Regions from separate parts of the Ovis aries genome. Here region 2 is linked to region 1. Evidence: chromatin contacts called from public Hi-C data. All regions are on one chromosome and are shown on one strand. Each heading gives the region's core, a stretch centred on a gene start, on an enhancer-like site or on the middle of the called end of the contact. The rest is flanking DNA. Distances are from core to core; before and after follow the strand shown. Region 1 holds the start of C1H21orf91 (chromosome 1 C21orf91 homolog). Region 2 has its middle 60 kb from the start of BTG3.

Region 1 (4,708 bases), core at 734-3,233:
GAATAAAAATTAATCTAAAGGTCTAACAAAATCTCTCTACTGGTATATTACAATTCAAAATTCAAATGGAAGGCAAACTTATTATCAGAAATATTAAGATCCTTTTTTGTGTGACATAAATATTTAAAAGAAATCAGAACTTATCAAGGTAACATCAAGATTAAGGAAACGTACCCCACATGTTTCTTGGAGGCAAACTACTGATATCCACAGACACATTTGCTGTGCACATTAGCTGTGCATCAACCTAAAAACTTTAATAATAGAGATTAAAAAAAAAAGTATTCGGAGAACTCATTTGTGTACTGTTAGAGATATTACTGAGACATTTTAAAAGCTTTTTTTAGTTTAAAAATTATTAAAGGTGTATATGATCATTGAAAAGTTATGTAAAAATTTAAAAATGTGCTTCAGATAATAAGAGCACTGGAGAAAAAATTACAGCTCACCTCAATTATGTACTAGCATGGTACGGCCAAAACAACAAAATTATATTTGCCTATCAATGTAAATGTTTGGTTATGTTAGTTCTTAATATCAAACCAAAACAAAACATACAGATCTGTTGAAATCTGACAACTCAATAAGCTCTCAAAACAGAAAAGTTTAGCAGTCAATACTCATTTTTATATTAGTAAAACTGAGTTAATACTGTGGGAGTGAAAAAAATAGTTGCTCTTAAATTCATAGCTGTGCTACCTTCAGTTTCATTTCCAGAAACCTTTAACAGATTTCCGCTTGGCACAATTTACAATCATTTAAGAAACTTTAGTTTTACCTTATAACCAGAGTTCAGCATGAAGTAGTTCTGTAAAGTTCCGGGCATAAAATGAATTTATCCTGTGTCCTTACCGTCAATATTTAGCTCAAAACAAACGTGGCAGAAGGAGAGTGTTTCTTTGTCTGTTCCCAGTTTACAAACACTGCAGATGTTGTCATCATTCAAATCAATGCTTACAAACTGCTCCTCTTCGTTCATAATGCCCCTATTAAGAAACAGAAAAACAAAGTTACACAATTTAAAGTACTTGTCATCACGGCAATAATAGGAACTTCTAGGAAAGAGAAGGATGCTTTTCAGTTTATCTAAGGCAACAGCCGCACGAAACAAGCATCGCTACACTAATACTTTTACTGTCCAAGGACACAAAGCTAGTAAAAAAGTCCAGCCGCAAGTGACACTATGCCCAAGCGCCTTTTTTGGTCCTGTGTTGTATTTAGTTGAGGGGAGCTGATGAAGAACAATTTTCGGGTATTCTAGACCGCTTCCATCCCCGACCAGGCGCGGAAAGAGCTTAGCAGCGCGGCCTGTTCAGCTACCGGGGTCTGTCAACCTACTTAACGCTGTCGAAGGGAGGACGAGCGACGCGCTCGGGACACCGCTCTCCTTACTTCATTGTGGGAACCTTAGATGCGTCTCGCTAGCTCGGCGCGGCGAGGTCTGCTATTCCAGGTCCGCGGCAGGCAAAATGCACGTGGAAAAAGTGAACGCTAGGGAGGGGGTCCAGCCGTGTCCCCGGCATCCGCACGGAAGGTCGGGCAGCGGCTCAGCGGAGCGGCTCGGGCACGGCCGGAGGAGCCGGGATGGCCAAGCCCGGCCGGGGATTGGGGGCGGGCGGTGCTGGATCCCAGAGAGCCCGGCCGGCGGGAGCGTCGCGTCCTCTCGCCCCGCGGCTTCCTCCCACCCGGGGAGAAGGCGTTCGAGAGCTCCAGCAACCGGTCCGTACGGACTCAGCGCTTCCCGCCCGGCCTCCGGCGTTTGGGGGCGCGCGCCCGCCCCTCAGGGTGCCGCGTCCTTCTCCCCGCCCGTCCGTCGGGGCGCCCCGCGCGCAACAAAGACGGGGGCCGCGGGGCTCAGAGGGCAAAGGCGGCGGGACCGCGGGGTCGGGAACCAGGGCGCGGGCTGGGGGAGCGGGAGCTTTACCGTCCGGGTTCGCGCGCCACCGAAGCCACCGCCGATCCGCGCGGCTCGGGCTCCTCACTATTGTTTCCGGCCGCAGCCGAGCAGCCAGCCCGCCCGGGCCCCGCCCCCTCCCGGGGGCCCCGCCCCCTCCCGCCGGTGCCATCCTTCCGAGGCTCTGGGGGAGAACGGTGGGGCGGCGCGGAGGGCGAAGCCGCGCGCTCGCTCGGCGGCCGCCAACCCCGGCAGCTCCCGGGCTGCATCGACGCCGTGGCCTCGGCTCGGATTTCCTCCTGATCCCGCGTCTCCTGGCCCGGATGTCTCACCGTTCGGTGTCTCACACGCCCCTCCTCGAGGCAAGTAGATACAGGAGTCCGTTATCACCTCCCCCTTTAGCGTAGGGGAAACTACTGCCTCCGGGCGGGGGCCGCGGGGGCCGCAAAGTGACGGGGCTGGGGGACACGGCCAGAGATACGCGGGGAGAACTTTGGGTGAAATCGCTAGACCGAGGCAAAATAGTATCGCTGAACTTTTGAGTTAGGTGCCGGTTGACGAGTTTAATGGGAGAAAAGTTTGTGTTTCAAGTTTTCGTCATTTAGGGGTAATTTCAACTCCAGAAGCTTTATTTTTAAGATTGTTGTAGAAATGGGGCTCCCCTCCCCTGTAATATGGCGCATTCCTAACACGCCCACGAGGATAATCCCGGAGCCCCACCTCTTATTTTAGGTTCCGCCCCTTTAGAAAACCGAGGTACTCAAGATCTCTTTTGCCCCTCTTTGGTTTCTGTTTGACATTCTTTCTTTTAAGGTTATGATTCATATAACACTTTGACTTACATTTTCTATTGTAAGACTCAAGCAACCGTTTAGAGAAGAGAAACCAGAAGAGTTCTTATTTTGCCTCCTAAAAATGACTAACCCAGATTATCTGTTGGTTAGAAACAGAGGTGGGGACTTGATCACAGGGGTTAGCTGTTATTTTCCAGAACATCATAAACACCTGTACTGTTTACACAGACAGGACTAGGTTGTCAGTCCACAGGTGACTGGGGGTAGGAATGGATTCCGTAGAACTTGCGAACTTCTAGACCAAACTGGCGCTTAACTTAAACTATCAGTGCCCCAGAAAAGTGATCTGTATTTTTGCTACTTGAAGTATAGGAGGTGAGTCAGCAATATTGGCCTGATATCTTGTTAGAAGAAGAAGGGGACTACAGTGGATGAGATGGTTGGATGACATCACCGACTGGATGGACATGAGTTTGAGCAAGCTCGGAGAGTTGGTGATGGACAGGTAAGCCTGGCATGCTGCAGTCCATGGAGTCGCAGAGAGTCAGACACGACTGAGCAACTGAACTGACTGATCTTGTTAGAAATGTAGAATATAAAGTCTCACCCAAGACATCCTGAATCTGAACCTGCTTTTCACAAAACCTCGAGGTGATTAATGTACACATGAGAATTTGAGAAGCACTAATATAAACAGAAGGGCCTCCCAGGTGGTTCAGTGGTAAAGAATCTGCCTGCCTATGCAGCAGCTGGATCCCTGGGTTGGATCCCTGGCAACCCACTCTGGTATTCTTGCCTGGGAAATCCCATGGACAGAGGAGCCCAGTGGGCTGAAGTCCATGGGTTCTCAAGTGAGTGAGCCATAACTTAGCTGACTGAACAACAACAGATTAAAATAAAAAAGTCTTTGTGTTACCTATTTGAATTTCACATTTTATGTAAATATGACTGATATGTTTTACATCTTGGGTTCTACTCATTTTTTTTCAATGAAGTATTTTCTAAAATCAGTAACGATTTTCTTGGATCGAAGTTATTTTCATTTCTCAGTGTTCTCTCTCTGTAGCATTTTGCCTATCTACCTCTCCTTAAAACTTTTACCTTGTTTTTTATTTAAAAATTATTTTTAAAAGTCTACACTTTGGGGTTTAACTTAGAGAAATAAAACTTTCCCATTTTAAAAGTACAGTCCCTGAGTTTTGCCAAATGTATACAATAGCATGTCCACCACCCCAATCAAAATATAGAACATTTCCACAACCTTGAAATTCTCTATGCCCCTTCTCAGTCAAACCCCTACCCCCATCTGATCTAATTTATATCTCTAAAGATATGGTTTGCCTGCTCTAGAACTTTATATGCGTGAAAATAAATGGTGTGTATTCTTTTGTGATTGCCTTAAATGGTGTGTATTCTTTTGTGATTGCCTTATTCAGCATATTTTTGAGATTCATGGTGCTGTTTTGTAATAGGAGTTCCTTTTTGTTGCTGAATAATATTCCACAATTTGTTCATCCATTCTGCCCTGTGCTCTATGATGACCTAGGGGGTTGGGATACAGGGTGGGATGGGGATGGGAGGGAGGTTCAAGCAGGAGAGGAATAAATGTATATTTCTGGCTGATTCACATTATTGAATGGCAGAAATTAAAGACATTGTAAAGTAATTCTCCTCCAATTAAAAAAAGAAAAAAGACCGGACCCAAGCAGACAAGCCAGCTAGGAAATGGAACTTCAGTCTTAAAACTTCAGGGAACTGAATTCAGCCAAAAAACTGAATGGATTTGGATGTTCAATTCAATACCTGTCTGATGTCTTGATTTTAGCCTTGTGAGGTTCTAAATGGAAGGTTACAATTCCATTGTACCTAGACTTCTTACCTATGGAATTTAGAGATAGTAAATTGTATTATTGTAATCCATTAAATTTGTGTCAACTTGTTATGACAGCATTATAAAATGAATACATTTGAATATCCAGATTTTAAAAGAGTATTGGGCTTTATTTTGGGAGGCTGTTAC
Region 2 (4,455 bases), core at 305-2,804, 130 kb before region 1:
GCCCCCAGGGAAGTCCACTAGAGCCCAGCGAGAGCCCCCAAATATCACCAATGAACAGCTTGGTTCTGCAGCCCAGGACTTACCCTGAGTCTCACAGTGGCGGGGCTGTTGTAATGACGAAGGGCCTGTAACTTGTCCCTTCATTTCCTGGTCCGCATTTCATCACTCCCACATTTTATAAACAATACTTCCTCTATGACATAATCATAGGCAAGCACTCTAGGAGCTTTCAAGTGACAAGAAAGTGCCAGGAATAGTTTATTTGCCTTGGAAAGATATAAATTCCTGCGTCTATTCAGATTCCAGTGGCTTTCAGAGAAACGGAGCGCAAGGCTTTCCTTAAGAAAGGCCGCCAATGGGAGTGATTTCTGGTGATGCAATGCTGGTATTTTAGTACCGTCCTGGAGAAGGAAGAGGTGGGGTTTCTCTGGAGCCAGAAGAACTCATAATTAGTTCTCACCCAGGCTGCTTAAGCAATTATGGTGAAACCAAATCACATTACGTTTTTTCTCCTGCACTTGATAAAAGCTTCAACCCTGCTCCTCCTGCCCCATAGGGCACTTGGCTGGCCATTATTTCTGACATCACAGGCACTATTCTTTCCTGTTGTTTCCAGGCTACCACTGTCGCTGTGTAAAATCAGAAGTGTGGGGGGAATAAGGCACACCTCTTGGTCTCACTACTTCAGAGGCACCTAGCAACCCTGTCTCCAGGCAGGCAGCACGCATCTCTCTGGTACTTCACTGCCCACTCACAGCAGAGGCGGCGTGCTCTCTGCAAATAGCCTACCTCTTTGCCAGTGCCAGCTTGGTGGTGGGGTGGTGGTGTCATTTGGCGTCCTCAGGGATGTTTGGTTCTTGTTCTGGGAAGGCTAGGGTAAAGTAATGACGATTTCCCCAAAGCTGTTTGTGGAATCAGAAATTAGGTCAAGCAGTTCTGTGCTTGGGGTTGCATGGTCTAAAATCAAAAGCAGTGGTTTCCAACCTTTGTTTTTTCCAGTCTCTGACATATTTCAGACATAAACTTTCCAGAATGTTCCTGACATTCTTTCCTAAAGGATGTTTCCCAAGTATATTTATGCAATGAGGAACCCTTCTGGCCATTTTGTCCATCCACCACTGGCCTAACAATACTAGGCACTCCAGCCATTGGTTTTCTTGATATCCATTCTCTGCCTCAAAAGGTGTCTATAAGTTGGGATGAAGAAAGCCCTGCACTGGCTTACCGAACAGCCACATGGACTTTCCATTTCAGGACATTATGATGAGATGTTGAGACTTTACAATTTGCTTTCTGTACTTCATGGAATTGTTAAAGGTGCTTTATTTCTTTACTTCTTATATTTGATCTGCATTTTGACCCATCCACAGAATAAAGGCCTTAGAGAGTGAAAGTTGCATCTCTTTTGGAGGGAAATCAAGCTTTTCCTATTGTGACTGATCATGTCAGACTCCTAGGCATGTAAAGCTTCATTTGGGAAACCACAAGTGCTGCTGGAAGAGGAGTGATTCCAAAACCATAAAGGGAATAAGTGTTAACTTCCAGGAGTCACTTTCCCACTCACTCACTCACCAAGCAGTTATTGCATTCCTGTCACATGCCAGACCCACTACTGGGAGAAAGGCTGATGAATGTGAATGAAAAACCTTACTTAAAAACTCATAGTCTTGGGGGTGTCTTAGTGAAAATAACAGGAACAATGTCAGATGTGTTGTAATACAAGTACTTGCAAGTGGATTTGGGAGCTCATGTGGGGATAGGAGGGCTCTTTAAGGAGATAGTAGGGAGGGGGGAATAAATATATATCATTTATTAAAAAAATCAGTGGTTCTGGGGGTTTGGCAGTGGGAGGGAAGCATAAACAGGTGGAACACAAAAGACTTTTAGGTAACTGAAACTACTCTGTATGATACTATCGTGATGGATACATATAATTATGTTTGTCAAAACCCATAGAATGTATACAATCAAGAGTGAACCCTAGAGTCAACCTGGGGACTATGTGTGATAATGGTGTGTCAGGGTAGGTTCAACAGTTGTAGCAAATGTACCACTGTGGGCGGGGTGGGGGCAGAATGTTGATAGTTGGGGAGGCTGTGGATGTATTGAGGACAGAGGATAATGGGAATTCACAATGCCTTCCATTCAATTTTGATATGAACAAAAACTGCTCTAAAAATAGTCTTAAAAGCGAAAACAAAGTGTCTGGGAATTAGTATGAGGATTCATGACTCAGTACCTAAATGGTGGTTATGGACACGAGAGCATTTCTACGTTTCCTGAAGGTAATATTCTGACGGTAGACTGCACTTGCATAAAGATCAATAACCCTGTCAATGAAAACAAATATCCATCTGGCAGGGAAGATTGAGGTATACAGATTATTATGAGCTATGCGTTGAAGAATGGAGTATGAGAATTTGAACCAACTTAGTCCCAGTTACTTTTCATTGCACAAATATCAGGTAATTTTGAACTTCATCAGAGCTCTCCAGTAGTTAGAGGGAGTATCACTTACCACCTTTCTACCAGATAGTTGTAGCAAAAATATATTTCAGACCATATTATTCTTTTTTTAACAAAACTTTTTATTTTGCATTGGGGTATAGCCAATTATACTGGAGAAGGAAATGGCAACCCACTCCAGTGTTTTTGCCTGGAGAATCCCAGGGATGGGGGAGCCTGGTGGGCTGCCGTCTATGGGGTCGCACAGAGTCGGACATGACTGAAGCGACTTAGCAGCAGCAGCAGCAGCAGCATAGCCAATTATATGAAGACTGGGTTTCCCTCATAACTCAGTTGTTAAAGAATCTGCCTACGATGCAGGAAACCTGGGTTTGATTCCTGGGTTGGGAAGATCCCCTGGAGAAGGGAATGGCACCCCACTCCATTATTCTTGCCTGGAGAATCCCATGGACAGAGAAGCCTGGCAGGACTCTTGAGTCCATGCGGTCTCAAGAGTCGGACATGGGTTAGCAACTAAACCACCACCATAGCCAATTGATAAACAATGTTGTTATAGTTTCAGGTAAACAGTGAAGGGACTCAACCACGTATATATGTGTATCCATTCTCTGCCAACTCCCCTCCCATCCAGGCTGCCAAATAACGGTGAGCAGAGTTCTGTGTGCTATACAGTAGGGCCTTGTCGGTTATTCATTTCAGACCATATCATTCTAAGTACACAAATACTGGGTAGCAAGCAGGCATAAAACAATTGTACAGTCTCTGTTTACTTTTCATATTTTCAGTTTTCACCCTTGACACAATGACCAGAACCTCCATGAATGACTCTCCCCAAGATGAAGACAAGTGTGTTCTGATGGAGCGGGGGTCAGGCCGTTTAGTCAGATCAGAGAACAGGACTGTCCTCCTGGTGTGAACTACTGACCCAGACAGGTATTTCTACCTTCTTCCTGCAAAGATGGAGATGTCCAGCTTCTAACAGTTTCATAACTTAAACTCCACTGATTTCACCAGTTAGAAAGTCTTTCTAATACACTAAAATAATAAGCCTTTTAGTGTTGATATGGGCTCAGACGGTAAGGAATCTGCCTGCCATGTAGGAGGCCTGGGTTGGATCCCTGGGTCAGGAAGATCCCTGGAGGAGGGGATGGCAACCCACTCCAGTATTCTTGACTGGAGAATTCCATGGGCAGAGGAGTAGCAAAGAATCAGGGTAACTAAGTGACTAAAAATTTCACCTTTTTTTTTTTTTTTTTTGACAAAAATACTTTTGAATGCCACCTGGCCAATTCTTAGGGTGTTTATTAGATCAGGCCACATCATATGTTCATTGATCCCTGGGGTATAGATTAGCTTTGAATTGTGCACACAGAGTTCCAAATGTTTACATACTGTGGTATTGTAAAGCAAATTGCAACAGACAATTAAAATGAAAGAAACGTCATTGAGAAAAAGATTTTTTAAAAGAGATCAATCAGAATGAAACTCTTTGCTTTGCATTGTACTAGTAACTATGACATCTAATTGTACATGTTCCCAATTATTGTGTTGGAGAGAGTGAGTGTGTACGAGGCTTTATAACATTTAAACAGAAACAGCTTAAAGCAATTTGCTGCCTCGGTTGATGGAGCATCATAGCTCTTTTCTGAGAGTCCCCATTAACAAAAGATTTCCCATTAACAAAACCCTTGATGTAAGGCTTTATTTGATGATTTTCTTTGGTAACAAGAAGAGCCAAGAGTACTATGGATGGGCAGAAAAATATCTGAGAGAGCTGTTGTCATAGGAACTGTGCCGGGAGAACAGCTATGCAGGATAATTGCACCATCCAAAGAGAAGAAGGAAGTGATTTTGAAACTACTGCTTCCATCAGTTTTGGGGAGTAGAGCTCTCATGAATTTCATGTGAATTATCTTCAGTGATACCTGGGGTATGTGGGATGCTAGGAGACAGTTGGAGAGGGGCTGATAATATGTACCTCATAGGATT

Evidence for each region. Hi-C and Micro-C count contacts between places; a contact is called where the count stands out from the background.
Region 2: a contact with region 1 is called in a Hi-C map of skin fibroblasts, with 2.7 times the contacts expected there. The contact joins the enhancer-like site here to the promoter of C1H21orf91 in region 1. A contact is called at or near these places in 2 of 16 Hi-C or Micro-C datasets (blood and skin fibroblasts).

Annotation. Positions count from the first base shown.
Region 1 is chr1:140,047,576-140,052,283 of ARS-UI_Ramb_v3.0, reverse strand. It overlaps C1H21orf91 (chromosome 1 C21orf91 homolog), which reads right to left and starts at 1,983. Exons shown (of 4, transcript XM_042230074.1): 1 at 1,925-1,983; 2 at 853-986. The coding sequence starts at 979.
Region 2 is chr1:140,175,215-140,179,669 of ARS-UI_Ramb_v3.0, reverse strand. No RefSeq gene overlaps it. Among named protein-coding and RNA genes, the nearest start is that of BTG3, 60 kb to the left of the region's middle. Within about 2 kb of position 1,554, at least 9 of the 54 cell types and tissues checked have an H3K27ac peak or open chromatin away from gene starts, as enhancers often do.